Regions from separate parts of the Mus musculus genome. Here region 1 is linked to region 2. The links are chromatin contacts, called in public HiChIP or PLAC-seq maps. All regions are on one chromosome and are shown on one strand. Each heading gives the region's core, a stretch centred on a gene start, on an enhancer-like site or on the middle of the called end of the contact. The rest is flanking DNA. Distances are from core to core; before and after follow the strand shown. Region 1 overlaps Cyth1 (cytohesin 1). Region 2 overlaps Septin9 (septin 9).

Region 1 (2,700 bases), core at 62-2,561, 860 kb before region 2:
AGAAGTAAGCTCCCTGCTGCCTAAGTCCATGGGGTGGGTGACTGTGGTACCAGGGCAGCCAGAGCCACAATGGCGCTGAGTGGAGGGATTACCTTACTTGTCCAGGGGCGTAGAGGTGCCTTGCTTGTTTAGTTAGCAAACAGAGCCAGGCCAACAGCCTCGTGACTGTGCATGGCCAGGCTGAGAGGTCTGATGGGCTGGGACTCTGGGGATGCCATCTGCTTGGGCTCAGGATGGGTCTTGGTCAGTGTCAGGGTCCGACGTGTGCTCCTCACTCTTGTCTGTCTCCTGTAGGGATGAGTTCAGCATCCAGGTCCTGCATGCGTTTGTGGAACTGCACGAGTTCACCGACCTGAACCTCGTCCAGGCCTTGCGGTGGGTGTCGTCAACCGGGCACCGTAGGGCAGGGTGGTTGTGACTGTCCTGAAGTAGTTTTCAGGAAGGCCATGTACATGCCTGCGTGGAATAGCATTCACTAGGACTGCTTCTTGGTCTTGGGAGTGGACAGACTGATCTGTCCTTAAATACTGAAATTATTTCTACTCTTCACAATAGAAAACCCTTTCATTTCTTACCCTAAACTAGGTAGCTGTGTATTTCGTTAAAGAAAAGAAAAGGAAAGGAAAAAATCAACTATCATTTTTCCCCTTGGAGACAGGGTTTTTCTTTGTAGCTTTGGCTGTCCAGGAACTCTATACACCAGGCTGGCCACAAACTCAAGATATCCTCCTGCTTCTGCTTCCCAAGTGCACCACCACCACATGGCTCAACTTCAGCTTTTTTGTTTGTTTATTTTGTTTTGTATTCCAGACAGGGTTTCTCTGTGTATCCCTGGCTGTCCTGGAACTCACTTTGTAGACCAGGCTGGCCTCGAACTCAGAAATCCGCCTGTCTCGGCCTCCCAAGTGCTGGGATTAAAGGCATGTACCACCACTGGCTTCAGCTTCAGCTTTTAAACCAAGCTTGTTTTGTGCCCTTTAAAGCCATTTTTTTTCTGCCGTGGATATAAATCCTAAGATTTTTTTTTTTTTGAACTCTGATTTTTTAATGATGCAGTGTTGCAGAACTAACCTTGTGGCTGTGGTCCCATATGATTTACAGGGTTCCATAGTGACTGCCCTGAATGAATTCTTCCTTTAGAGTTCATTTTAAATGATTAAGATCTGTATTTCACTTTTGTGTGTTGCTCTAAAGTGGGGCTGTTCTTCTTGGCTTCTCAGTTCATTTAAGGCCACAGTGGTTACATTTGCTTCTGTTCAGTTTCTGAAGCCCCCACTTCCTTCCCCATGTGTTATTAACTGCCACACTAGCAGCAAAACTGGTCAAAACAATGCTCCTGTCTTCACCCTCAGGCAGTTCCTGTGGAGCTTCCGGCTCCCTGGAGAGGCCCAGAAGATTGACCGGATGATGGAGGCCTTTGCCCAGCGGTACTGTCAGTGCAATACTGGGGTGTTCCAGTCTACAGGTGAGGGAGGGAGCCTCTGTGTGAGTCGGGGAGGGAGAGCTAGGACAAGAGGCTGAGTCCATTCCAAGAACAGTTACTTACTGGTGTGTACAACCTGGAAAGACTGAACGTATCCAGAAGACCAGCACTACACCTGGTGTGCTTAGTGGAGGAGTGCTTGCCTCATGTGTGTGCAGCACTGGGTTCAGAATTACAAAGCATATAACTATTAAAGATGTCTTAACACTGGGCAGTGGTAGCCTTTGATCCCAGCACTCAAGAGGCAGATCTCTGAGTTTGTGGCTAGCCTGGTCTTCAGGACAAGTACCAGGACAGCTAGGGCTACACAGAGAAACTCTGTCTCAAAAGCAAATTTATGAATATAGCTAGCTAGGCTACTTAAGCAAGACCTTGCCTTAAAAAGAAAGAAATATTATGTTCTTATGAAGATATTGGCATGGGAAAATGATAAGATTAACAAAAAAGCATATATATGTGTGTGTAATGTATATACCTATCCCCTGTGTATGTATCTATCTCATACATATGCTCGGGTGATAGTGCATTATAGTGTCTGTAAAGTGATTTTATAGGCACATTTATACAGAAGAAATAAAGCAGACCAAATTATTACTAAATAGAATTGCAGTTAATTTTTTCTTTTTGATACATTGTATTGGTCTGAGATTTTGTTGTATAGCCCTAGCTGGCCTTTTATAGACCAGGCTGTACTGGAACTCACAGAAATATGCCTTTTGAGTATGGAGGCTAACGTCATGCTCCACTACTCCCAGCCGTTTTATTGTTTTCCTGTTCTTTTATATCTGAAAAATAGAATGAGTGTCTTTAGTGAGGTCATGTGCCTTGCCCCTTCCAGGAACATAAGCCTGGGAACATATGTACACTTGGCTCATCTGCTCTTCCTGCCAGTGTCTCCTGTCCTGGGTAGCTGTCTCCTCTGCTCTCACAGCCTGGTCTCCTCTTTCTAGACACCTGCTATGTCCTGTCCTTCGCAATCATAATGCTGAACACCAGCCTACACAACCCCAATGTCAAAGACAAGCCTACGGTGGAGAGATTCATCGCCATGAACCGAGGCATCAACGACGGAGGAGACCTGCCGGAGGAGCTGCTCCGGGTGAGCAGGGCCAGAGCCACTTCATGTCAGCTGGCAAAGCATGCACTCGAACGGGATCCGGATCATAGGAGAGGAGACAGAAGGATAACTTGCTGAGTGCCTGATCACTTAATTCATT
Region 2 (2,700 bases), core at 151-2,650:
TTTACATAATGAGTTCCAGGACAGCCAAAACTACATAATGAGACCCTGTCCAAAAAAAAAAAATCAGCCTTCGTCAGCATCCTGCTCCCAATGTGACCTCTGACCTGGGGCGTGGCCATGGCCAATGCTTGCTTTCTCAGGCGCCTGGCTGCCCCACAGGCAAGATGTGTCAGTCCACAGGTGTGCAGGAGAATATTCCTGGGGGACAGTGAGGCTCTCTGGTAAGTGAGGTGGCTCAGTAGGTATGGTGCTTGCTACAGCAGCCTGCTGACCTGAGTTCAATCCCTGGAACCTACATAAAGGTGGAGAGAGAAATGACTCTACAAAATTGTCCTCTGGGCTTGGGGACAAAAATTAAAAAAGAAAAAATGTCCTCTGACCTCCATGTGTGCATCATGATGTACACAGACACACAAATAATAATAATAATAATAATAATAAATCAATAAAGTATTTTAAAAGGAGTCCTCCATGCTAGAGATGGCACAGCCCAGCACCAGCCACTCGAGCTGAGGACCCAAGTTTAGTTCCCAGCACCCCTGTGGTGGCTCACAGTTCCAGGAGGGGTCTGATGCCCTCTCTTGGCCCCTGTGGGCATTAGGTATGCACGTGGTGTCCAATACACATGAAATTTTAAACAAAATATATCTTTTTGGAAAAAAAAACTCACAAACATTCTCCACTCTGGATGTGTGAGTCATTCCAGGCTTTCCTGGGGTGGTACCTGGCCTGCTAGTAGTGTGACTGCTGACCTATGGAGGTCCCTCATTAGAACCATTGTGAAGCCCCACCCCTCACAGGCAGGGAGGCCTTGGGTCCCATCTGAGAGGGAGAACAGTCAGTTTCGTGCATGCGTGCAAGCCAGCCCCTCCCAGCCTGCTCACTCACCCCCACAGAGGTCTGGGTGGGGCAGTGCTGTGCTCTGCCCCAGGCTCAGGGCTACTACAGAGGTCTCACTTCTCTCTGCCTCTGGCGCTCCAACCACTTCTGCATCAGGCCTTGCTGGGGCTTGGTGACTGAGGTGTGGCCAAGGAGCTCTGAATTACAACAGGAACCATTTGTATGAGTGAGGCACCAAGGCTAAGCTGTGTGACCTCTGGAAAGCTACTTTGCCACTCTGGTCCTATTCCTACAGGTGGTTTTACACGACCTATGTGTGCCTGAGCCTCATCTACGGTGCTTTAGCCCTGTAGCCTATCTTCAATCAGCACAGACAATCAGCTTCTAGGCCCTCCACCCCCACTTCCTCCGGCCTCATAACACTCGGGCTTTCTCTTTCTCCTCACAGTGCCTTGCTGTGTAACTCTGGCCAGCCTGGGACCGGGCTATGTCATCCAGGCCTCCCAAGTGCTCAAACAGCAGGTGTAGTCATGTCACGCAGCCGGGACACTCTTCAGCTCTGCCCCACACAGTGGGCCCCGCCTTCTGCACTTAGCCCCAGTGCTGCTTTCAGTTACTCCCAAGGCAGAGGAACTGATGCTCACCGCCCTCTGTCCTCCGTCCTCCGCCCGGCCTCCACCCAAGAGGCCACTATAGCTCAACAGGCTGTAGGTGGCAGGGGCCAAAGAGGCCAGGCCACACCCCTTCAGGGAAGAGACTCCATCAGTGGAGACAGCTGCTCTAAGCGCAGGAAAAGGAAAGGGGTGGGGGAACTTGGGGGTGGGGGAAACGACCTTCCCCTCCCCCATTCTAGACCTCTACTCCAGGAGGTCCCACCCCCACCCCACCTCAGGGGATTCAGTCTTCTGCCAAACCCAGTAATGAATCCCACATTGCTGGGTCCCCCTCCGCCCTCTGACTGAGCTCTGAACAGCTGGCCCACAGAAGGTACTGAAGCTGAGAGTGGAGAGGAGCCTGCAGAGTCCCACATCCCACCCACCCCTTCCTCTGCAGATAAGGCCCCTCTGTTCCGGCTCTGGCCTGGGAAAGCTCTGTGTATGAGTGTCTCTCTCTCTCTCTCTCTCTCTCTCTCTCTCTCTCTCTCTGTGTGTGTGTGTGTGTGTGTGTGTGTGTGTGTGTGTGTTCGTTAACCCTTTCGTGCAAGGCACATCCTCAAGGCTTCCTGTCCCCAGCAAAGGTGCACGCCACCACAGCAGAGAAAGCTAGGAAACCAATCATCAATAACACACCTCCCACACCACTAAGCCAGTGACAGAGCTTAGGGAAGAGGCCCAAATTTAAACTATCAGTTTGCCTTAGCCAACAGCCGTGAGACCTCTCTGTGCCTTCATCCCTTCTCTGTGAAACACTAATAATGGCAAAGACCCAATAGGACAGGGCCGATGGATTCAAGGAGGTGCTTACTGTAGGTAAAGGGCCCTTAAACACATTGGGACCACAAAGCTCTAATGCCTATCAGCCACATGAATCCGACAGACCTCAGCTCAGCTCAGCAGCTCAGAAGAGCTGGCTCGGTTGGTGCCCGGAACTGTCTGGCAGCCAAAGGTAAGGTCCCCGCTTCCTCTGAGCTCTGCCTGTTCTAGAAGCAGCCACAGCTGGAGTCTAGTCTTAGTTCCAAGAGGTGACCTTTCTGAGTCAGAGACCACAGGGACCCCTGGGGCTACCAGTGTCCGGATATGAGGATATAGCACCATGACTCTCTGACCTCCTCAAACCCACGCTTCTCTCCCCTGCTTCAGTTCTAGTCATGGTGCCCAGGGCATTCTGGGACCTGAGCCTTGGCCCTGTACTGTACACAGC

The links. HiChIP or PLAC-seq counts read pairs in DNA pulled down with a chosen protein or histone mark.
Region 1: an H3K27ac HiChIP or PLAC-seq map of large pre-B cells shows a contact between it and region 2, with 4 times the contacts expected there. The contact joins two enhancer-like sites. A contact is called at or near these places in 2 of 115 datasets of contacts at active chromatin or transcription factors (double positive thymocytes and large pre-B cells).

Annotation. Positions count from the first base shown.
Region 1 is chr11:118,182,647-118,185,346 of GRCm38.p6, reverse strand. It overlaps Cyth1 (cytohesin 1), which reads left to right. Exons shown (of 14, transcript NM_011180.4): 6 at 295-375; 7 at 1,353-1,465; 8 at 2,434-2,582. Among named protein-coding and RNA genes, the nearest start is that of Gm38514, 46 kb to the right of the region's middle. Within about 2 kb of position 1,311, at least 17 of the 459 cell types and tissues checked have an H3K27ac peak or open chromatin away from gene starts, as enhancers often do.
Region 2 is chr11:117,318,896-117,321,595 of GRCm38.p6, reverse strand. The region is part of intron 2 of Septin9 (septin 9); the gene reads right to left. Among named protein-coding and RNA genes, the nearest start is that of Gm34065, 6.7 kb to the left of the region's middle. Within about 2 kb of position 1,400, at least 196 of the 459 cell types and tissues checked have an H3K27ac peak or open chromatin away from gene starts, as enhancers often do.